Regions from separate parts of the Mus musculus genome. Here all the other regions are linked to region 4. Evidence: chromatin contacts called from public Hi-C, HiChIP or PLAC-seq, Micro-C and promoter capture Hi-C data. All regions are on one chromosome and are shown on one strand. Each heading gives the region's core, a stretch centred on a gene start, on an enhancer-like site or on the middle of the called end of the contact. The rest is flanking DNA. Distances are from core to core; before and after follow the strand shown. Region 1 holds the start of Slc22a7 (solute carrier family 22 (organic anion transporter), member 7). Region 2 holds the start of Bicral (BRD4 interacting chromatin remodeling complex associated protein like). Region 3 holds the start of Zfp318 (zinc finger protein 318). Region 4 holds the start of Ptk7 (PTK7 protein tyrosine kinase 7). Region 5 holds the start of Dnph1 (2'-deoxynucleoside 5'-phosphate N-hydrolase 1). Region 6 has its middle 24 kb from the start of Bicral.

What was found. Promoter capture Hi-C pulls out the DNA fragments that hold promoters and counts their contacts. Hi-C and Micro-C count contacts between places; a contact is called where the count stands out from the background. HiChIP or PLAC-seq counts read pairs in DNA pulled down with a chosen protein or histone mark. Capture Hi-C pulls out chosen DNA fragments and counts their contacts.
Region 1: a Micro-C map of embryonic stem cells shows a contact between it and region 4, with 2.3 times the contacts expected there. The contact joins the promoter of Slc22a7 here to the promoter of Ptk7 in region 4. A contact is called at or near these places in 4 of 39 promoter capture datasets (the 3T3-L1 cell line, cranial neural crest, frontonasal cranial neural crest and 1 more), 3 of 484 Hi-C or Micro-C datasets (DN3 thymocytes, the HL-1 cell line and embryonic stem cells), 3 of 115 datasets of contacts at active chromatin or transcription factors (the SCID.adh cell line, embryonic hindbrain and embryonic stem cells) and 3 of 9 other capture datasets (adipose tissue, liver and pancreatic islet).
Region 2: an H3K27ac HiChIP or PLAC-seq map of microglia shows a contact between it and region 4, with 6 times the contacts expected there. The contact joins the promoter of Bicral here to the promoter of Ptk7 in region 4. A contact is called at or near these places in 3 of 115 datasets of contacts at active chromatin or transcription factors (bone marrow-derived macrophages, embryonic stem cells and microglia) and 1 of 9 other capture datasets (pancreatic islet).
Region 3: a contact with region 4 is called in a promoter capture Hi-C map of neural stem cells. The contact joins the promoter of Zfp318 here to the promoter of Ptk7 in region 4. A contact is called at or near these places in 6 of 39 promoter capture datasets (the HPC-7 cell line, cranial neural crest, frontonasal cranial neural crest and 3 more), 2 of 484 Hi-C or Micro-C datasets (both in embryonic stem cells) and 1 of 9 other capture datasets (adipose tissue).
Region 5: a promoter capture Hi-C map of adipose tissue shows a contact between it and region 4. The contact joins the promoter of Dnph1 here to the promoter of Ptk7 in region 4. A contact is called at or near these places in 1 of 15 datasets of contacts at CTCF or cohesin (the NIH/3T3 cell line), 2 of 484 Hi-C or Micro-C datasets (B cells and embryonic stem cells), 3 of 115 datasets of contacts at active chromatin or transcription factors (the SCID.adh cell line and embryonic stem cells) and 3 of 9 other capture datasets (adipose tissue, liver and pancreatic islet).
Region 6: a contact with region 4 is called in a Hi-C map of cerebellum, with 1.5 times the contacts expected there. The contact joins the enhancer-like site here to the promoter of Ptk7 in region 4. A contact is called at or near these places in 1 of 39 promoter capture datasets (cranial neural crest), 1 of 484 Hi-C or Micro-C datasets (cerebellum), 4 of 115 datasets of contacts at active chromatin or transcription factors (embryonic stem cells and epiblast stem cells) and 1 of 9 other capture datasets (pancreatic islet).

The regions. Positions count from the first base shown.
Region 1 is chr17:46,437,084-46,440,288 of GRCm38.p6, reverse strand. It overlaps Slc22a7 (solute carrier family 22 (organic anion transporter), member 7), which reads left to right and starts at 1,812. Exons shown (of 10, transcript NM_144856.2): 1 at 1,812-2,292; 2 at 2,863-2,966; 3 at 3,056-3,205. The coding sequence starts at 1,900. It overlaps Gm36541 (a long non-coding RNA gene), which reads right to left. Exons shown (of 3, transcript XR_385613.3): 1 at 2,847-3,205; 2 at 2,594-2,630; 3 at 2,209-2,510. It also overlaps the pseudogene Gm5093.
Region 2 is chr17:46,829,432-46,832,952 of GRCm38.p6, reverse strand. Bicral (BRD4 interacting chromatin remodeling complex associated protein like) reads left to right here and starts at 1,540. Exons shown (of 11, transcript NM_001100452.1): 1 at 1,540-2,002; 2 at 2,840-2,888; 3 at 2,973-3,041. The coding sequence starts at 1,962.
Region 3 is chr17:46,381,894-46,385,420 of GRCm38.p6, reverse strand. Zfp318 (zinc finger protein 318) reads right to left here and starts at 1,655. Exons shown (of 10, transcript NM_207671.4): 1 at 1,091-1,655. The coding sequence starts at 1,582.
Region 4 is chr17:46,627,684-46,631,219 of GRCm38.p6, reverse strand. Ptk7 (PTK7 protein tyrosine kinase 7) reads left to right here and starts at 1,716. Exons shown (of 20, transcript NM_175168.4): 1 at 1,716-1,952. The coding sequence starts at 1,898. It overlaps Klc4 (kinesin light chain 4), which reads left to right. Exons shown (of 16, transcript NM_001357130.1): 16 at 147-591. The coding sequence ends at 197.
Region 5 is chr17:46,495,304-46,498,775 of GRCm38.p6, reverse strand. Dnph1 (2'-deoxynucleoside 5'-phosphate N-hydrolase 1) reads right to left here and starts at 1,987. Exons shown (of 4, transcript NM_207161.3): 1 at 1,804-1,987; 2 at 283-351; 3 at 23-133. The coding sequence starts at 1,966.
Region 6 is chr17:46,853,497-46,857,109 of GRCm38.p6, reverse strand. It overlaps a transcript of Bicral not described here. Among named protein-coding and RNA genes, the nearest start is that of Bicral, 24 kb to the right of the region's middle. Within about 2 kb of position 2,314, at least 73 of the 459 cell types and tissues checked have an H3K27ac peak or open chromatin away from gene starts, as enhancers often do. A contact at or near this core is called in cerebellum, where this site is marked.

The sequences.
Region 1 (3,205 bases), core at 563-3,062, 190 kb after region 4:
TTAATTATTCAGTACATAAATGTATGCCATGTACAAATTTCAGAAGCCAATTCTCTCCTTCTACCACACGAGTCCTGAGAATTTATAACCTCAGGTGACCATTCTCTGCAAGTGCCTGTACCATCTGAGCCATCTTCCCTGCCCCTCCTCCACCTTTTAAAAGTTATTTTGTGCTTCCTGTTCTCCACCATGGCGCAAGATCAAGGGGAAAAGGAGAACCCCTTGCGGGAACCGCGCATCCGCAAGCTCTGCCTCAATATCTGCGGAGACAGACTGACCCGGGCAGCCAAGGTGTTGGAGCAGCTCACAGGCCAGACCCCGGTGTTCTCCAAAGCTAGATACACTGTCAGGTCCTTTGGCATCCGGAGAAATGAGAAGATTGCCGTTCACTGCACAGTCCGCGGAGCCAAGGCAGAGGAAATTCTGGAGAAAGGTCTGAAGGTGCGGGAGTATGAGTTGTGGAAAAATAACTTCTCGGATACTGGAAACTTTGGTTTTGGACTTCAGGAACACATTGACCTGGGCATCAAATACGACCCAAGCATTGGGATCTACGGCCTGGACTTCTATGAGGTACTGGGTAGGCCAGGGTTCAGCATCGCAGACAAGAAGCGCAGAACAGGCTGCATTGGGGCCAAACACAGAATCAGCAAGGAGGAGGCCACGCGCTGGTTCCAGCAGAAGTACGATGGGATCATCCTTCCTGGAAAATCAACTTTTTCCAAAAAGCCAATAAAATTTTCTCAGAAATGCAAAAAAAAAAAAAGTTATTTTGTTGTTCTATAATTTATGCAACTGTTACATAATTTTCAACTCAAATTATACAACTCAGCATGACGGCACCGGCACCACAATCAGTTGTAGAGCGAACCTTCTGGTCATCCACAGAGACGCCCCTCCCCACCAATCACCATGCACTCATTTGCTGGCACTTAGCCCCGCAGAAGCCTCGGGCCTTCCCTAACCTTCCAGGTTCTTCTTTGCAACCCTGGGAAACGTCATCCAGGATGCTCTTAAAGAGGCAGACTGGACTGCAGATGAAAATTCCTGGGCTGGAGAGATGGCTCAGCGGTTAAGAGCACCGACTGCTCTTCCGAAGGCCCTGAGTTCCATTCCCAGCAACCACATGGTGGCTCACAACCATCCATAACAAGATCTGGTGCCCTCTTCTGGAGTGTCTGAAAGATAGCTACAGTGTATTTACATATAATAAATAAATAAATCTTTTTAAAAAAAAAAAAAAGAAAGAAAGAAAGAAAAAAGAAAATTCCTGAGACCCCCACACAGGGCCAGCACAGTCTCAGAGGTCACCTCAGAGGTCACTTAGGTTAGGGCGTCCATTCCAGACATGGCCAAGGGCTATGGGGAAAGTTTGGGGTTTATCAGAGGCTCCCTTACCCAAGGGGAGTCCAGCCCTCATCCTGAGTCCTGGGCTGTGAGTCAAACTGTGCTGTGCTTGCAAATAGACAAGGCTGGCTGACCTAAAGTTTCACAGGACAAAGGCTACCCAGGACAGCAGGCACTATACCCAGGGGACCTGTTTACCTTACATAGCCCTGAAGGTCTAATCAGTAGCTCAGGCCTCACTCAATCCACACCTGGCTGCCCTCCTATGCCAGCCCTTGGCTCTGCTACCTGTTCTCTGAGCTCCAATGTGTAAAGGCCAGAGTACACCAGGACCTCTGAGGAATGGTGGCCTTTCCCCTTAGGTAGGATCCATTGATGTGTAGATGATGTGGGAGGGCCCAGGTCTGGGCCAGCCTCTGGGGGGCTGGATTCTGGCTACAGACTCTGCACTCATCAGTACAACTATTCCCACCTCCAGAGTCCAAGGGCACATGTAGCAAGCAGGTTGACCGATCCTAGGTACTATAGAGGCACACCTGGTGGGTGGAGGGCATGGGCTTCGAAGAGCTGCTGCACAAGGTGGGTGGCTTTGGGCCTTTCCAACTGCGGAATCTGGTGCTGCTGGCCCTGCCCCGATTCCTGCTCCCGATGCATTTTCTCCTGCCCATCTTCATGGCTGCTGTGCCTGCCCATCATTGTGCCCTGCCTGATGCCCCAGCCAACCTCAGTCACCAGGACTTGTGGCTGAAAACCCATCTACCCCGGGAGACTGACGGCAGCTTTAGTTCCTGCCTCCGCTTTGCCTATCCCCAGGCTCTTCCCAATGTCACCTTGGGAACAGAGGTGTACAACTCTGGGGAGCCTGAGGGTGAGCCCCTCACAGTGCCCTGCTCCCAGGGCTGGGAGTACGACCGCTCAGAATTCTCTTCCACCATTGCAACTGAGGTACCCAAGCCCAGAGGGTGCGGGATATGTGAGTGGGTTGAGCCAGCCATTACCTTGGGGGCAGGGGACCGGAGAGAACCTTCTTGCACTCTAAGGACTTTCATTCCCGTGTGGAGACCAGCCTGTAGCTTTAAAGCTGGGTTCAGTTCGTTTACTATAATTTACCCAAGGGCTAAGGCAGCTCCAGGGAGTTGGAACAGAGGCTGAAAAGGACATCTCTGTAGTAAAAGATAGAGAAACTGTGGAAGCCTCCATCCTTTTCTCCCCTCTGCCTCATTCCTGTCCCAGGTCTGAGATTTACCTGAGTCATCCCGAGAGGAAGGGTGGGTGGAGTCTCCCTGCGGAGAGACAACAGGATTCCTTGGTGGCCGTGATGGACCTCTGTGGGAAAGCACTGAGCTCTAGGACTAGGGAGAGGCAAAGTCTTCCCTTTCTAGTGCTGAGGTTGATAGCTAGGGATGGGGGAATCTTCTGAAACGGTCAGGGCTGCCTGGGAGTCTGGAGAGGAGGGACATCGTGGCTGGAGAGGGGCTCTTACAGATCCGACAACTTACCCGCCTGTCTCTGCAGTGGGATCTGGTGTGTCAGCAGAGAGGCCTGAACAAAGTTACATCCACGTGCTTCTTCATCGGCGTGCTGCTGGGGGCTGTGGTGTACGGATACTTGTCTGACAGGTGAAATAAGGGACCGGTGTTGGGGACAGGCCTCATCACCTGTATCTGGGCATCCCTGTGGGGACCTGACCTCGCATGGCCCTTGGCAGGTTTGGCCGGCGCCGGCTTCTGCTGGTGGCCTACGTGAGCACCCTGGCGCTGGGCCTGATGTCTGCAGCCTCGGTCAACTACATCATGTTTGTCACCACCCGCATGCTCACCGGCTCAGCCCTGGCTGGTTTTACCATCATTGTACTTCC
Region 2 (3,521 bases), core at 291-2,790, 200 kb before region 4:
ATGTCACCTCGTCACCATGCCTGGCTTGTGTAACAAATCCAGCATACCCAGTTGATGATAGTTTTCCTGTTTCCTTCCCAGTCTTGTTTTCAAAAGTCATGTGTGCAGGAACATTGGTGCCAATGTGACCTCAAATGACTCCTGCCTGGGTCCTAAAGAGCCCATTTCTCATGGCTGGCTGCTCTTAGCTTCAGTAGCCAACAGCTTCTGCTTCATGTATCCCACTCTCCTTCCTTCTCCCTCACCCATCCTCTCTCCCCACCCTGCACTCTGCTCAGTGGATTATAATCAGCCCAGTCACTCCGCAACCCTTCGAATCCAGCCACCTACAGGAGGGTCCCACATCAGGAAACTTACCCTTCCACATTCTTCTAGAGTAGAGAAAGTGTCCTTCCCCGTGGCAGGAGGGAATACCACAGCTGTTAGGCCTTATGATTGGTTTGGAGGAACTAATGGGAGAAGGAAGTTTGAACAGAGAAAAATCTCTCCTTAAGACTCACCCTTCCCTCTGCCTTTTCTGGGTATGCCCCTCCTCTGGGCATCTCTTCAGGATTTCATTCCTGCGTCCAACTGCCGTTCACAACTGCCCTTTCCAACTGCTCCAGAACTCTTGGCCCTGGTGTTCTGTGATGTAAATTATTCCACGCATGGCTTGAAATGGGTGAGAAGCAGGGTTGCCAGGTGTCGGGTCACTAGTGTAAGTTGACTGGCTCTCGGGGGAGAACCACGGCTGGAATTTGTTCAGTTGTTACAGTCTGGGCCAGAGCTGTGCTGGCCATGCTTGTGGCTGCTGCAGGCAGAGAGAGGGAGCTCCGAGCTGCAGTGGGGAGAACTTGGGCTGCAGTTTCTACTTTAAACATTCCTGGTCCAGCTATGGACTATTCGGCATTGAACTTGGACAGTATTTCTGCACTGGGAAGCACCCAAGGCCCACGACCAGAGCCTGTATGGCTTGCACCACAGGGCCTCCTGGTCTGTCTCCAAATGTGGGGAGAACCCGCATTCTGCCTTCCCAAAGATCACCAAAATACGTTGAGAAGTCGGAGTTGCTCTCAGTGTTTAGACGCATCCGGTCACAACCCTGAAGGACTTCAGAATCTGAGAGCTTTCCTAAAGCAAAATTTTGTCTCTGCCCTTACTCATTCTACGTTTGATGGCATAAGTCCTCCTTCATGGTCTCTCTCGGGAATCTGCATGTGGCCGGTGGCTGCAGCTATCTTAGATGTGTCTAAACTCTTTGGACCTCTATGTTGAAACTGATTTATAGGAGAAACAATTTAAGTCAAAAATGTATTCAAGTAACTGTTAATTTCACATATTTCTACCTTTTTGTTGTTGTTGTTGTTTTTCGAGACAGGGTTTCTCTGTGTAGCCCTGGCTGTCCTGGAACTCACTTTGTAGACCAGGCTGGCCTCAAACTCAGAAATCCGCCTGCCTCTGCCTCTGCCTCCCGAGTGCTGGGATTAAAGGCGTGCGCCACTACGCCTGGCACCTTTTGTTTTTGTTTTTGTTTTTGTTTTTGTTTTTTGTTTTTGACATGGGGTCTCATGTAGCCCAGGCTGGCCTCAACCTTGTCATGTAGGCAAGGGTAGCCTTCACCTCCTGATCCTCCTGTCTCTGCCTTCCAACTCCTGGGATCAAGGTGTTTGCCAGTGTGTCTGGCTTGCTTGGCTATTTGTTTATTTACTTATGAGCTGCGGTCTTGCTATTGTCCAGGCTGACCTTGAACTCTTGGACTCAAGTTCCCTTCCTTACTGAGTCCTACCTGAGTGGCCAGGACTACTGGCAAATGACACTGTGCCCACCAGCCACAACATTTTTCCCATGGTAGGCTTGATAGGTGACTAGGGAAAGCTCCCGTGCTGACAGTTGTGTGGAGGCTCAGCGTGCTCCACTGCATCCATATTGCTGGCCGCCCTGCTCCGACTCACTGCCTCCCTCCCTCTCTCCTTGCAGTTGTCATGGATGATGACGATGACTCCTGTCTCCTCGATCTTATTGGGTAAGATGCTCCTGTGGGGCCCAGGGTGGACCGCTCGTGTGAGGTGTGAGGAGTAGAAAGAGCTCTGTAGCTATCTTAAGCTCCTGGCCTTTTAAAATAAAAAATAATACTTTACCATGGTTACAGCAATAACTAGCACAGAGAGTTTGTGTGTTTGTTTGTTTGTACTAAGATTTTGTTATACCAGGCAGTGGTGGCACACACCTTTAATCCCAGCACTTGGGAGGCAGAGGCAGAGGCAGGCAGATTTCTGAGTTTGAGGCCAGCCTGGTCTACAGAGTGAGTTCCAGGACAGCCAGGGCTACACAGAGAAACCCTGTCTCAGAAAACAAAAATAAATAAATAAACAAATAAATAAGATTTTATTTATTTTATGTATAAAGTACACTGTCATTGTCTTCAGAAGAGGGCATCAGATCACATACAGATGGTTGTGAGCCACCATGTGGTTGCTGGGATTTGAACTCAGGACATCAGGAAGAGCAGTCAGTGCTCTTAACTGCCACAGAAAGGTAGTTTTACACACAGGTCATAACTCAGCAACCCATTCCTTTTGGTTTTACTTGTTATTTTTTTTAGTAAGTCTGGGGATGGCAGGCCAGGGTGTTGCTTAGTTTTATTTTTAGCTCACCAAGCAAGGGCAAGGTCCAAGTTCACCCCCCAGGACTGAAGCAGTAGGCGCTTCCCAGAGACAGAAGTGTAGAAAATGGTTTAAAATGGAGAGATTTCACTGGAGCTAGTGTTTCGTTTCTTTTTGCCTTATATAACTATCAGCAGCTATTTACGTAGAAGTAGCAGTACTTACTTGTTTCACTCTCTCACTTCCTTCTTTTCTAGAGACCCACAAGCATTGAACTATTTTCTGCACGGACCTAGCAGTAAATCGGTAAGTGACAGACAAGTGTCTCAGGCTCGGCTTTTGTCTCTCCAAGCCCTGCAGTAACTGCCATGTTGAATTCCCCCTCTGCAGGGCAGCGATGATGTGACGAACGCAGGGTATTCTGCAGCCAATTCTAATTCAATTTTCGCCAACTCCACGGTGAGTGCTGAAAACCAGACCTGAAGCCTTTCTGTCTCAAGGAAACCTTACAAGAGAGGCTTCGATTGCCTCTGTAGAGTGCAAAGAATCATTACCTCACCTTGTGACTGACAGGAGAGGGAAAACCTGGATGACAGTATGTCAGTGCTCTGTTTGTCATAGAATCAGGCTCTTAAGTTTCTTCTTGCTTTTGACATTCCTCTATGTTACGTATGCGTGAGTGCCTGAGTGTACGTGTATCGATCAGGAGGAGGACCGCCTTGAGTTGGCTGTCTCTTTCCACCAAGTAGGTCCCACAGATCAAATCCCAGGCTTTGTGGTGAGCCTTCACCCTCTGAGCCGTCCCTCTGGCCCAGCACGTCCAGCTTTCTAAGCCTTCAACCTTATGAAGTGACGCCAGTGTTGTGACATTAGAATGTTTTGAATCAGCTGGGCGTGGTGGCGACACCTTTAATCCCAGCACTCGGGAGGCAGAGGCAG
Region 3 (3,527 bases), core at 406-2,905, 250 kb after region 4:
CAACTGTACCAATCTGAGGAAGAGGCAGCAGGGCCTTCAGAGTGGTGAGAGATGACAGGATAGCCTGGGGGCTTCCCTTGAAGCATGAGGTAAATGTTCGGGTGGTAAGAGAAAGCATTTTCCTATGGGACGGAGAACTGGAGCTGGAGTGAGTACAGCACCCAGAAGGGGGAGGCTGCAGTATTCTACTCGATTCCTCTCTAGTGAGGGCTTTGAGAAGTCTTCACAATGTGACAAATCAGTTTATGACCAGAACACTAGGGCACTGTAGTGCCAGCTGAGGGGTCACTATCACACCTGCACCTTTATTTAAAATTAGGATGCTAAGATTCCAAATCGGGTTTTACAGTTTTGTAAGCCCTACTGAGTACTACTCAGCTACACCCACCACAACCATAAATTAATCCCACATTTTGTCCCTCCAGCAGCAGCACATTTTAACATGTAAAATCGCAGGCTGTGAGAATCCAACATGTGAGCTGAACCACAGCTCCATCACTTGTGTGTCACCTTGATCAAGCTACTTAAACCTCTCTGAGCTGGTTCCTTGGCTGTGATAACACCTATTGCTATTGCTTTACCTCAAGGGACCGTGAGCCCTAAAAGATTGCTGGTAGCTGCTCTTGTGTCTCTAGCTGATGGCAGCAATCACAATGATTGATTATGCACACCTCTCGTCGGAATAACAGCTATAACTGAGACTCCATGACAGCTAAAGCATCCAGTCTGCTTTGGTTCAAGCTTTCCTCACTGGCCACCAGGCATTTCAGATGTTCTGCTAAACTCGGGCCTTAAAGCAACGAATTTGATCAAACCCAAAGGGAAACGCCAAAGCGCCAGTCAGTATGGATGAAATGCCCCTCGCCTTGGAGAACTTTTCCACATAGCAAGAGCGAAAGCCTCTTCCCCCTAGAAACCGGGCGTCCTGTTCTGTTCCAACACGGGTGACCGAACGGGTCCCGGGTCCGTTATTGTGTAAAGGAGGCACCCAGGACTGTCAGGGAGCGGGGAAGACTCGGACATTCGGACTCTGGCCTGAGGGCCCGGGGGCTGGGGACATGGGGGCAACATGGGCGAAGGGTGGGATTACCCGACTGCCGCCGCCGCCGCCTGGATGGTCTCCGCGGCCGTCCCGGGCGAAGTCGGCGCGGGACTCGCCTCGAATGCTGCCTCGGAAGCCACCCAGGCCAGGTGGGTAGTGTCGCCGGCTCCGCGGTGGCGACGGGGAGCCGCGACGGGCGCGCGGCGGGGACGGGGAGCCACGACGACCCCGCGGAGGGGATGGCGAGGCCCGGCGGCCGCGGGTCGGAGACGGTGAGGCCCGGCGGCCGCGGGGCGGGGACGGGGAGCCGCGACGACCCCGAGGCGGGGACGGCGAGGCCCAGCGGCCGCGGTGGCCTGAGGGCGAGCGGTGGCGGCGGGCGGGGAGCCGCAGCGAGGAGCAAGAGGGCGGCGGCGGCGACGAGGGGCGGCGTGTGGGGCCTGAGGAGGCGCCCACGGGACGGCCCGGCGGAGGGCCGCTCGCGCTGCCGTCTTTCGACCGGTGCGAAGAGACGGAGGAGCGGGAGCCACTGCGGTACATGGCTACCGGGAGCGCCGCGGACGCCGCTCGGGAGCGTGCCGCCACAGCCGCAGGCACCGCCGCCGCGGACACCGCAGCGCGCCGCCCTCGCGGACGGAGCGGCCCCCTCCCCGCGGCCCCGCCCCACCGGCCAGCGGTTGGAGGGCGCGGGTACGCGCCGACACGCCACACCCCCTCGTCCTCCCAGGCTCTCCCGCGGCTGGACGCGGAGAGCGGCCTCAGGAGCCGGGAGCCGTGGGGCGGAGCGCTGAGCCTGCGCGAGCACCAGGGGCGCGCGCCCTGAAGTGCGCAGGCCCCGCCTTTCGGCCCCGCGCAAAATGGCGACCGGCGAGCCGCCCACCCCCTACTCCCCCGGAGACCACGTGATGCAGAGAGACCACCCCTCTCCTCCTCCCGGCGCGGTGGGCGGGGCCGGAGAGCCCGGTGAGTGGGCGGGGCCAGGTTGTAGCGGAGGCCTCAGTAGCTTGGTTCCCAGGCTCCTGGAGCGTGCGTGCCCATAGCAATCCACCTGCTTTACAGAAATGATTATATATAGTGAGAAAGCAAACGACCCCCTACACTCACACCTAAACCCTGTCAGAAGCTACGAACCTCAACGAGTGTCCATCCCTTTTCCCCCAGAGGAAGCTTGACGTAGTCGGGTAACTTTCCAGTCCAATAACTTATAGAGGTTTAAATCGAGAAATGAGAAAGTACAGAAAAGTGAAAGTCAAACACAACAGACATCAGTAAAATTTCCAGATGTTCTAGCCAAGCATTACAGTAAAATGGTGGTGAAGGCCACTGTCGGAGCAACCCATACCGTGACAGGCCTGGCAAGTGTTTTGAGATATCAGTGGTGCAGAAACACATGGAGGCAAAAACTCATACACAGAAAATAGAAATAAATGTTTAAAAAGAAAAAGACAAGACCCTAAGGGTCAGTCAAAACATAGGAAAATAGGGCCTGGGTAGAGATGGCTCCGGAGGTCTTTTTTCTAGCACCTTCGTGGTAGTTCACAACCATTTGGGGCTCCAGTTTCAGAGGATCTCACACCATGAAAAAACCAAAAGTGAGGAAATATGTTGAACCTAGACAATAGCTTCATATTTTTCACCAGCTAAACATAAATCTTGAATTTGTGTAAAAATCACATTTCTGAGCCAGGCATTGGTGGCACAAACTTTTTAATCCTAGTACTCAGAGGCAGAATCAGGCAAATCTCAGAGTTCAAGGTCAACCTGGTCTACAGAGAGAATTCCAGGGCAGCCAGGGCTATACTGAGAAACCCTGTCTCGAAAAACAAAAAACAAAAACAAACAAACAAACAAAAAACACCAAAAAACAAGAATCAGATTTCTGAAAAGAAAAAAATATGACTTTGTTAATTTGTTTTTAAATTATGTTTAAAATATAAGCCGATTTGCTTATTTATAAATGTCATAAGCTTCCTATTTCAGAATAAAAATCTTGCTTCTGTCCCTTTTTTTTTGAGAGTCAGGTTTCACTATGCAGCCTTAACTGGTCTGGAATTTCCTATGTAGATCAGGCTAGCCTTGAAGTCATGGACCTCCCACCTGGCACCAGTATAAAAATGTTACCAGCTGTATTCCCTTACACTTGTTTGCTTTATCCTATATTATTGATATAATTTGTAAATATACGTTATTTTGATGAAAAAGCTAATCTACCAGAGGTATGTGCCCTGTCTTTATTATACTACCTATGTATGTATTTAGTTATCTCCATCTACTTTAGTAGACGAGGAAAGATAAATCACTATGTATATTTAGTTGAAGTCAATGCTTATTGTACATACTAGGGTCTCAGTTGCCTGAGGCTTGTCTCAAACTCAGTATGTATCAGAGGATGTCTTTGAACCCCTAATCCTCTGATTCTACTTCCTAAGTGCTGGGAATATAGATATGGAGTACCATTATTTAGAACCAAAATTAATACTTTTTT
Region 4 (3,536 bases), core at 467-2,966:
AGGTTTCGTCCCGTAGCTCCTCCAGTAGACCGTGCCTAAGCAAAGTCCTAGAGCTTAGGTTGAGGTTAGAAATTCCATCTTTAGTCTCTGCAGAGCAGGCAGACTCCAGGAGTTTGCAGTGATGTGTGGTTGCTGGTCTCTTTCAGGTCTCCCGGGGCCTCAGCGCCAGCACTGTGGACCTTTCTTCAAGTAGCTGACATTCAACTCCCTCTTTTAGTCTGCTGGGTCCCCACAGCCCTTACAGCATTCCCCATGGCTCCTGTCTCTTCCCCAACTCAATAGGATGGTGAAGAGGGAGCGGTGTATGTGGTAGATTGCTGCTTCTAGGGTCTAGGCTCCTTCCCTGGGAACCCCCCTTCGGAAGGGCCCTCAGGATAACATGATCTCTACTTTGGAGTCCTCTAGAGTAGCTGACTGAGGCTCCCAAGGTGGGAGAAAGTGGGTCTGCACCTCAGGGATGCGCCTGATGCTGGCTCTTCTGTCAGTTTGGGGCTGGCCAACTGGGCTGCCTTGCCCTGGTCTCTTTTACCCTCTGCTGCCTCACTACAGGTCCACATATTTCACTGTTTCTTTAATAAATGAACCAGGTAACATTTTGTGTTCGGAGTCTTCATTGAAGACGTTGTTCAGGACCCTTCCTAGAAGGATGAGGGCAGTGGTAGTGTGCAGGACTGTTGAATTCTTGGCTCAATGGTTCCCTCCGTGTTTGTACCCTCTTTAGCAGGGCCTGGAGGAAGACTTCTGGGGGATGGGGAATGAGGCACACAAGAAGAAGGTGCTGTGGACGGGGTTGTCAGGGACATGTGGTGGCCATGTGGCAGGACCCTGGAGTCCTGGCGCCACTTCTCCTGCCTGTGAGGCCCTCTGTGGCTTCCTTCCCCCCTCCCAGCTGCTTGGGGGAAGGGAGGTCTAAGCAGGCCTGGGGGGCCCTCCAGAGCCAGAAGGGGGACAAGGCGCTATCCATCCTCTCTTGCATATCCTGGAGGCCTGTCAGCAGCTGGGGCCCATCTTCTAAAGCTTGACTTCTTCTGACCCGCCTCCCACACCCCTTGCTGCTTTCACAACAAAGAAAGAATGTGGGGGTGGTGGCGCTGGGGGTGGAGGGTGCCTGGAACAAGGGCTGCGTTGGGCCTCCCCACAGCTGGAGATTTGGCCATGCCCTGACACAGCCCAGACTGCTTGGAGATGGACTTGGGATGTATGTCTGTTTAATAGCTCTCGCTGGGGGTTGGAGCCCAGGGTTTCTACCTTGGGTTCAGATTTGTCCAGTGTCACGCACGCCCCTCCCCCTCCCTGGCTACATCTGTTCCACCGGGCACCACAGCTGTGCCCTCCTTGTCTTCTGAGACATCCTGGCTATGTCCTCCTTGCCTTCTTCTGAGACACCCTGCTGGTCTGTCTCATGCAGCACTTTGGGTTGCTTAACTCCAGCAACTTGGAGAATTCTGGGCAAACTATTGCTCCAGATCTCCAGGTAGGTTCAGAGGGCCTAACGGAGTTCTGAGAGTCACTTTGGTTCTCTTGCGTCCCAGTGGATAGATTAGGCGGTGGGAACAACACCCAGGTCTCCGGCACTCCCCTAAGACGGCCACTGCTGCTCCCCCCCCCCCCCATCATTCCCCAGATCCTTCTTTCTATTGCCAGCTCCTCCCCTCGACGGCGGGGAAGGGGGCGTCAGGGGGCGGGGCGCCGTGCAGGCGGAGAGGAGGGGGCGTCGGGGGCGTGGCTTGGCTGCGGCGGCGGCGCGCTCGAGGGCTTGGATGTACGGGGCGCGCGCGGCTCCAGCTCCGGACGCCTCGGGCTCGGGCTGTAGCTGCTGCGGCGGCCCCCGCGCTCCGGTCCGCGCGCCCGCTCGCCGTGTGCCTTGAACCTCGCTGCTCGTCTGCAGCCCGCCAGGATGGGAGCCCGCCCGCTGACTCTGCTCAGAGCCCTGCTTCTGCCGCTGCTGGCCGGTGAGTCCCCCGAGAACCGGGAGGATCCGAGCTGTGCTTTGAGAAGCGCGGGAGTCCCGGGGGCTGGAAGGGCCCTGGAGAGGTGGGCTGGGCAGTTGGGGAGGTGGAGAGGCTCGCTAGGGGCTCGAGGATCCTGGGTTGGCGACGCCCCCTACGCGGTGGCGACACGGTGCACTGGGGCGCGGGGACGCGTTTGCTGTGAGTTCTCTCCGCCCGATCCGAGAGTTTGCTCGAGCGTTGCCCGGAGTCGCTGGCTCCCAAGCTCTGCTAAGATCTCCCTTTTGGAGAAGCAGTGCCCTCCCATCCCGTGAAAAGGTGCGGACGCGGACACCCAGGAATGCCCCGGGCCTTGGAGCCCAGATGAGGGGGATAGGCCTGGCTCCCGATCCCGTCCGAGCTGACATGGGGCGCGCCTGGCGCGGAGCTTTGTTACCTATGCCGGCCCGACGCGCCCGGGTCCCTCCCTGCAAGTTCCGGGGCAAAGCTGGAACCCCAGATGGCCCTGCGGGTGAGGGCAGGTTAGACTGAGAAGTGCCTAATCTTCTCCTCCAACTAGGCCTTGAGCCTACTCGGTGCCAGGGTCGTATCCCTGGAGCGGAGGGTCCCAGGCTGTAGTGGTGACTAATGAGTGAAGGCCGCTGCCAAAATCGGGCATGGCCGGCTTGCCAAGGTGCGGACGGGCTTTGCTTTGCTGTTTCCTGGATTTCCATCCTGTCCGTGTGTCCGTGTTCTCGGAGGAAAGGATTGTCTCTCTTCCTAAGGGCAGAAAGGCAAAGAGAGAGATAGAACGAGAGAGAGAGAGAGAGAGAGAGAGAGAGAGAGAGAGAGAGAGAGAGAGAGCGCCCAACTCTGGCTTTTCGTGAAGGGTCTCTCTACTTTGGTGAGGGTGTGGCCCCCCCGCCCCCCCCCCCCATCTCCAGGGCAAACAAGGGGCACCCTGTCCCGCAGACTTTTATTTCCTGGCTGATCACACCTGAGAGTCGGTCACAACTAAGGTGTTGTAAGTGACTTAACCGGAAATCGCCAAGCCACCCATATACCCAGTCTGCTGGTCCAAATGACTCCCTCCTTACCTTCCAAGACAAAACTACCAGTGGTGGTCTGCGGAAACAGCCCTCCTTGGGGAGACAGTCTGCGGGGGTGGGGGTGGGGGTGTCTTAGTCCTTAACCTAAAAAGAACTTACTTAGCCTTCTCTTTAATGAGTTCTAGCCGGGAGGGCAGGGGCAGGGAATTGTATACTGTCATCTTCCTGACCAGCTGTTGAGGGTTTAGGGACCAGAGAATGAAAGTCTTTCCCACCCCCAGTTATAAAGAGGTAGGCATAGCCTAAAAACCAACCCTGGGGTCTCTTAAGCTGGTGTTCCTAAGTTGTCCTGTGTTCCTTATGTGTGGGGTAGTCATTGCTCATGGCAAAGTCCTGCATCTGCTCCCAGAGGAAGTATGTAAGGTTTTGTTGTTGTTGTTGTTGTTGTTTTGTTTTTTAACACAGCCAGGATGAAGGCCCAACCATATGGGCAGGCAGCCCCAGCTCACAGGCCTCCTCGGCTGGCTGCTGGGTTTTGGTGTGTGTGGCTCTGCTAGAT
Region 5 (3,472 bases), core at 738-3,237, 130 kb after region 4:
CACTCCACGCTGGAATACTCACCTCGGCCAGACTGTGGTCGGAACAGGCACAGGATCGGCTTACCAAGAGCTACTGCCCGGCCCAATTCGTAGCCAACACCCAGGGATGGCTGTGTCACTTCTGCCACGACCACTGCAGAGAGAGAAAAATAAGACTTACTACCTGGGATTTTTAAGAACGGGGTGACGGTGTATCTGTGGTGGGGATAGTAGAGTCAGGGATAGCCCAGGAATCGACATCACCAAGGAGCCCTCATGCAGAAGGGAGGACTACTCACTCACCATCGGCCTGCCGGAGCCAGGCCAGGTCCCGCTCATGGATGAACTGGTCGCCCCCAGCAGCCTCTTCCCCTGTGGTTGAGGGCAAGCTGGTCAGAGATGGTCCCTACCCCAACTCAGTACCTAGTAACTTCTATGTTCTCGCTGCTTCTCAAATCTACCCTGCTCAGAGAGGGGCAGAGAGAGGGAACCCTTGCCCCAGCACCTTCAAAAGCCAGTTCAGGAGAGGAGTCTGTTAAAGGGATGAAGAACAAAACAGCCACAAGAAAAATGCAATCCTGTTCACGGAGGCACGTGTGGGTGGGGCTGGGTGCGTGTGGGGAAAAGGTCTGACTCACCCGGAATCCAAGGGGCGTGTCTGGGGTCAGAGAGCCAGGATCACAGTTTCCAGTTTGAATCAACTCTGCTGTTTAGGACGGTAAGGCTCTGCAGGTGGCAGAGCAGAACCACACTGTCTAAAACTTCTTTTGTGAGCCTGAGGATCATGGCTCATAGCACTAATCCCAGCCCCGGGAGCAGAGGCTGGGGAAATCTGTGAGTTCCAACACAGCCTGGTCTACACTGTAAGTACCATGATGGCCAGGGATATGTAGAGAGACCCTGTCTCAAAAAACAAACTAACAAGTTGTGTGTAGCAGCAGGTGCCTGTAGTTCTAGCACTTGGGCGGTGAAGGCAGGAGGATGGCGAGTTCTAAGGCCATCCTTGGCTACAAGTCTGACGTCACTGTGCGTTTATGACAGCCTGTTTCCAAAATAAAGAAAAGAAAAAGAAAAAGCAAGAAAAGTGACTAGGGGAGAAAACCCAGATTCAAAGGTTTTCTCCAGGCTATCACACTCTGTAGACTGTTTTGTCTCATTTCTTTGAGACAGGGGTTAACTCTGTAGCCCAGGTTGGCCTGGAACTCATCCTACCCTCTGCCTCCAGAGTGCTGACATTGGCGCTGAAGGTGGAGAACTATCAACAAAACACACCATGCGCTAGCCAAGCATAAGCACAAACAGGTTCTTTCCAATCCCCTGGCATTTTTTGCCTACGATTGATTCTTTGTCTTTTAAAAGATTCTCCCAGAATTGCTTTAGAGTCCACAGCTTAGGAGTTTGTTCTTGCATGGGGCAAGGGAGATCTACTTAAAAGTTTTTGGAGCAGAAATACAAGAGTTCTAGGTACAACTTTCCTACTGGAGGAGTGCTTATCCAGACCAGCTTATCAAAGCCTTGCTAGCCCAAAGCTGGGTCTGGGCTGTCACTTGCTTCCAGTGTGCTGGACAGGGACACTTGACCTGCGCATGGAACGTACACATATAATCCAGGACCTTCCATAGCCAGCCGGTCCCCTAACCATTACGAGGTCCTAGTCTGCAGATCCCCTAGCCTCCGGTCTAGCCTGCGGGTCACATGAGCTGCGGGTTCCCCAGGTTGAATGTCTACTAGCCAGTGGGTCTCCTATCCGGCAAGTCCCTAGTCAGCCGGTCCCCTTAGCCTACAGGTCCCCAGCCTGCGAGTCTCCAGCCCGCGTCGCCTCACCACGCGGCTCCAACTCAGCATCAGCCACGTGCTCAGTGAGCACCTTCCCATAGCGCCGCAGCCGGGATACGATCCGCGAATACAGAGCTTGGTCTTCCCGCCCGCCGCGGATGCTCCCGCAGAAGTACACAGAGCATGGAACCAGCTCCCCGGATGCCGCCATCGCCGCGCGCGGGCAACCGCTGCCGCCGCTACCACGTGACCTGGGAAAGCGACTCCCAGAGGTAAGGGGACCTTCTTCAAGCTCGCTCTCTTCCCGGATAGGCTCTTCCCGAGCCAACCCGCTCATTAGTTCTGACTCCTCCCCGTGACCTGCCCCTCCCCAGCTCCTAGCTATTCAAGTAGTTCTGTACGGATCTCAGTGCTCTCAAACTCTGTACGGGATCCATAGGCAACTGTGATTGGCTCTCATTAATCTTTCCAAAATTTAAAAAAGATTGTTAACTTATTTTAAAAATATTTTATTATTCATACATGTATGTAGTGTTTTAATCAAATCTAACCCAGTCTCTCTCTCCCCTCCAATCCATCTTCTATCCCCTACACCAACTTCATTTTTATTTATTATTTAAAATAATTATTATCTTTGATTATTTTATTATTTTATGTGTATAGGTGTTGTGATGGTTTGTTTATCCTTGGGCCAGGGAGTGGCACCATTTGGAGGTGTGGCCTTGTTCAAATAGGTGTGACCTGGTTGGAATAGGTGTGTCACTGTGGGTGTGGGCATAAGATCCTCACCCTAGTTGCCTGGAACTCAGTCTTCCACTAGCAGCCTTTGGATGAAGATGTAGAACTCTCAGCAATGCCTGTGCCATGCCTGCCTGGATACTGCCATGCTCTCACCTTGATGATAATGGACTGAACCTCTGAACCTGTAAGCCAGACCCAATTAAATGTTGTTTTTTATAAGACTTGCCTTGGTCATGGTGTCTGTGCACAGCAGTAAAAGCCTAACTAAGACAGGTGGTTTGCCTGAGTTTATATCTCTACATCATGTGCATGCCTGATGCCCCAAGAAGCCAAAAGAGCACAATGAGCTAACCTGAAACTGGAGTTACAGACACAGTGAGCCACCATGCAGGTGCTGACAATCCAACCTGGGTCCTCTGGAGAGTGGCCAGTGCTGTTAACCACTGAACCATCTCTACAGCTTCCCTCCCTACCCACTGAGCCCATTAGTGCTACCTATGTGTGCACCGGTGTGGAACCATCTACTGGAACAAGTACAGGCAGCCTCTCAGGGTCGTGCCTGCCTCACCAGCTGTTAGCTGTCAGCAACGCTTCAGCTATTGGCATGGGGCCCTTCTCCACACAGGGTAGGGTTTGGACCAGCCTGATCGTGCACGGGCAGTCATAGCTTCTATGAGTTATGTGTGTAACCCCACTGTCATGTCCAGAAACAATGTTTTCATGGCAGTCCCTCTGTCTTTCAACCCACTCTTCCATGGAGATGGCCCATTTACATTCAAACACTCTACAGTCTCCGAGAGACCCTATTAATCTGCAAAAAGAAGCTCTTCTGACGAGGGCTAAGGAATGCTCTAATTGATGGGTACAGAGATATGGAATCGGGCAAGACGGTTACACTTTCTAGAGCCTGACTCCCCACCATTTCCATGGCCACCGCTCTGGCCCTGCCCCTCCCCAGATCTCCCCATTCCAGCTC
Region 6 (3,613 bases), core at 1,065-3,564, 230 kb before region 4:
GGAGGCCACCCGCAAGGCCCCTGCCAGGCGGCGGGACGGAGGGCGGTGGCTGGCGGGGAGCGCTTTTTGTGCCTTGGTGATCCTTTTATTGTGTCTTGATTTTTTTTTTAATTTTGATTTTTTTTTTTTGGTTTTGTTTTTTAGGGTTTTTTTTTTTTGTTTGTTTTTTTGCTTTTTTTATCCCGGCCCAGAGGGCTTCCCAAGTCACCCCGAAAGCGGCTTCTGGGGGTGGGGGCGGCGGGCCGGAGGACGCTAAGATGGCGCTCGGCCTGGCCTGTAGCCAGGGCTGGTGGCGCAGTTGCTCGGCGGCCGCCATCTTCCCTCGCGGCCCGGGCGGCTCCCGGAGTCCGGGAGCCAGGAGCGGGCCGCCGGCTCCCGAGGATGGAGCCGAGGCCGCGGAGACCCCCAGACCCAAAAGGCTGGCTCGCCGCGTTGGGGCTTGAAGGGGCTGAGGTGGTGACGGTTTGCTTTCGGTCGCTTGTCTCGGGCCGAAAATAGTGGGATGTGGTCGGGTTCCTTGGTTGATGGCGTCCCTCCCTGCCTCCGCTCATCCCCCCCGTGTTTTCCTCTTTGATCTCGGGATGGACGGCATAGTCTTTCAGGCTCGGCCGAGGGCAAGACTTTGGGGACCCCCTTGCTTGGTTTTCCTGATTCTTGGGGGTTAGAGCCCCAGCTGACAACGCTAAGGACAGGGTCGTTCTGCCTTCCCGGAACGTGCCCGGCCCAACTGTAATTCATTTAAACCGGTTGTAGTTAGTTGGTTGTTTTGTCAAACAGACCTGGATCTGGTCCCCAGAATGCAGGGACGAGACGGTTGCAAGTGACTTCTAGTTTGGGCCTTCAATGGACTTCATAGACTATCTTAATTAAATCTCTGATCGAAGAAACTCAGTTAAGCTTCAGAGTGTACTTTTTCATTTTGTCTGGTTTTTTTTGGGGGGGGGGGATGGGGGGAGTCCAGTCCAGGCAGGGTTTCTCTGTATTGCTCTGGCTGTCCTGGAACTCATTTTGAAGACCAGGCTGGCCTCGAACTCGGAAATCCGCCTGCCTCTGCCTCCCAAGCACTAGGGATTAAAGGTGTGCGCCACCACCGCCCGGCATACTTTTTCATTTTGTAAAAACCAAGTTTCCTTATATAGATAAATACCGGGCAGGTGTGTAGAGGTCTTAAAACGTTACAGGAGAGGAGGAAGGTCTGGGAAGCTCTGGAGGCACTGGGAGATGGAAATAGTTAATTTTCTAGTGGTTAAAAGTCACAGTGTGTGGTGCTCTTTGTGTCTGAATACAGTAGGTAGGCAGTGGATGTTAGGGACTGCCATACATTGAACACTTCCAGAAAGTGTTTAGTGCTTTAAATACTTGTGGCTTACTCATGACAGACTGTTTTTATTAATCTAGTTCAGGCTAGTAGCCATTTTAAGCAGCAAAAATTGCATTCCCCCACAAAGTTCCACACTGAATCTGACCATCAGAATTAACTGGGAGGTGCTTTAAAATACAGATCTGCCATCTCCATTATTTACCAAGATGAGCTGTGGTCAGTTTTAGCGTGGCACTCCACCTCCAGGACTGAAATTCCGGCCTCATCAGGGAGAAGTTGGAATGAGAGTCCATTGTTTGAGAGCCCATGGGGACAGCTAGTACTCTCGCCGATTTAGAACTAGACTGTACTAGACTAGAACTTGATGTGCGGGAGGGGGCAACATCGGATTTTCGGTCCATATTATTTTGGTTTGAGTGACAGCTCATTATTTTTCCCTTTCTTCCTGCCATGTATTAAAGTCATTTAAAGCTTTTTTTTTTTTTGTAGAGAATTTAGATATCATGAGATTTTTAAATCTTAGTACTGAGTCTGCTTCTGAGTGTTACTGGAGGGTTTTTTAAATTACATTTCCTTTCTACCACATGGGTCCTGAGGATTAAACTCGGGTCGTTGGGCTTACAGTGAATCACCTTTCCCCTCGGCCATCTCTGTGGCCCTATTACTGGAGTACTTAGGGCAAAAGCCCTGGCTCTGGCCCTACCAACAGGCCAGACTCCACGCTGGTCTAGGTACACCAATAAAAGAGGAGTAGGGGTGAAAAGCTGACACATTGTGGCCTCATTGAGACTAGGGACAGGTCAAGAGACTTATCAAACCCTTCTTGCAGGCACTGACATTACCCAGAATTCCATCCTCAGCGGGTTTTGATGTTACACAGGAAAAATGGCCAGGAAAGCAGGAGGTGGAGGTGGAAGGAAGGAGTCCGGTTCCCCGTGTAGTCTGGTTCCCGAGAAACTAGTGGCTTGTGCTCCAAGCAGCCACCTCATCCCGGATCCGGGCAGCCCCAGCCCTGCAGGCCCACAGCCCCTGGAGGCCCTTGCCACAGGGATGTTATCAGTCCTGTTTGTTCCTAGAATTCAAGGTGACTCAAGAGGAAAGATTAAGATAGGACACCGAGCTAGAGAGAAATCAGATAGGCCAGTAACTGCCCGCCTTCAAGTCCAGCCAAGCCGAGTAGACAGGATAGCTGTGTAGCTTAAAAGGTTTTCACTTGCATGTGGACACAAAGCCCAAAAGCTTTTAAAACCGTGGTTTCTCTAAAATAGTCTAGTTTATAGGGAAAGAATCATTAAAAGTAGTGGTGAGTGGAATTTAAAACAAGACATCTGAACTCATGGAATTCACAGCCAGTGGGAGAAAACCTGTAAGCTGGAGGTTTCATATGAGTTGGGAGTAGCCCTTGCTGCCTAGTAAGTTTCTCCGAAGGCATGAGCTGTGCTAGCCACCTCAGAAGCAGGGTTTGTCGTTCCAAGCCGCCTGTGTAGAGCAGACTGAAAGGGAGCGAAGGCTGCCGAGCTTCTCTGGAGCTGCTGTGATTAGGCCACTTAGGGAATTCTTAGATTTGTCCTAATTGCAGTGAGAAGCTATGGTCTAAGGGAGTAGGGTGGGGATTTGAACTCAGGGCTGCAAGCATTGCTAACGAGCAATCCACTGCGGAGGATTTTTGTTTTGAAACTTCAGTATCATAGTCGTGCTTAATTGCTTGGGCTCAAGTTTTGTGTTCATGTGATCCTCCTGCCTCAGTTTCCTAGTCCTAGGACTACCAGTGCAGAAGTGCTCATGTTCTTTATAGACGATTTGACCGCTGTGTAAAAGGTAGGGATTAGAAAGGTTTGCACTGTAGTCTGGTCCTGCAAGAGCGGAAGGAATCAAGAATGTCTTCTCAGCCGGGCGTGGTGGCGCACGCCTTTAATCCCAGCACTCGGGAGGCAGAGGCAGGCAGATTTCTGAGTTCGAGGCCAGCCTGGTCTACAAAGTGAGTTCCAGGACAGCCAGGGCTATAAAGAGAAACCCTGTCTTGAAAAACCAAAAAAAAAAAAAAAAAAAAAAAAAAGAATGCCTCTCATTTATGCTTCTCATTTATGGGCCAAGCTTTGAGTGGCTGACGGTGCCACTTAGAATTTGGAGACGACCAGAAGAGGACTAGCTGGCAAGGGATGGTGACAGGATTCATATGCCACTTGTTGGGTACCAAAATTGAGCTGTTAGAAGTCACTGGCTGGTGGGTGTGTCCTGGGAGCAGCCCAAGTCATGTGAGAGCACAGAAGTGGACCAAGCTGTGCAAGGACA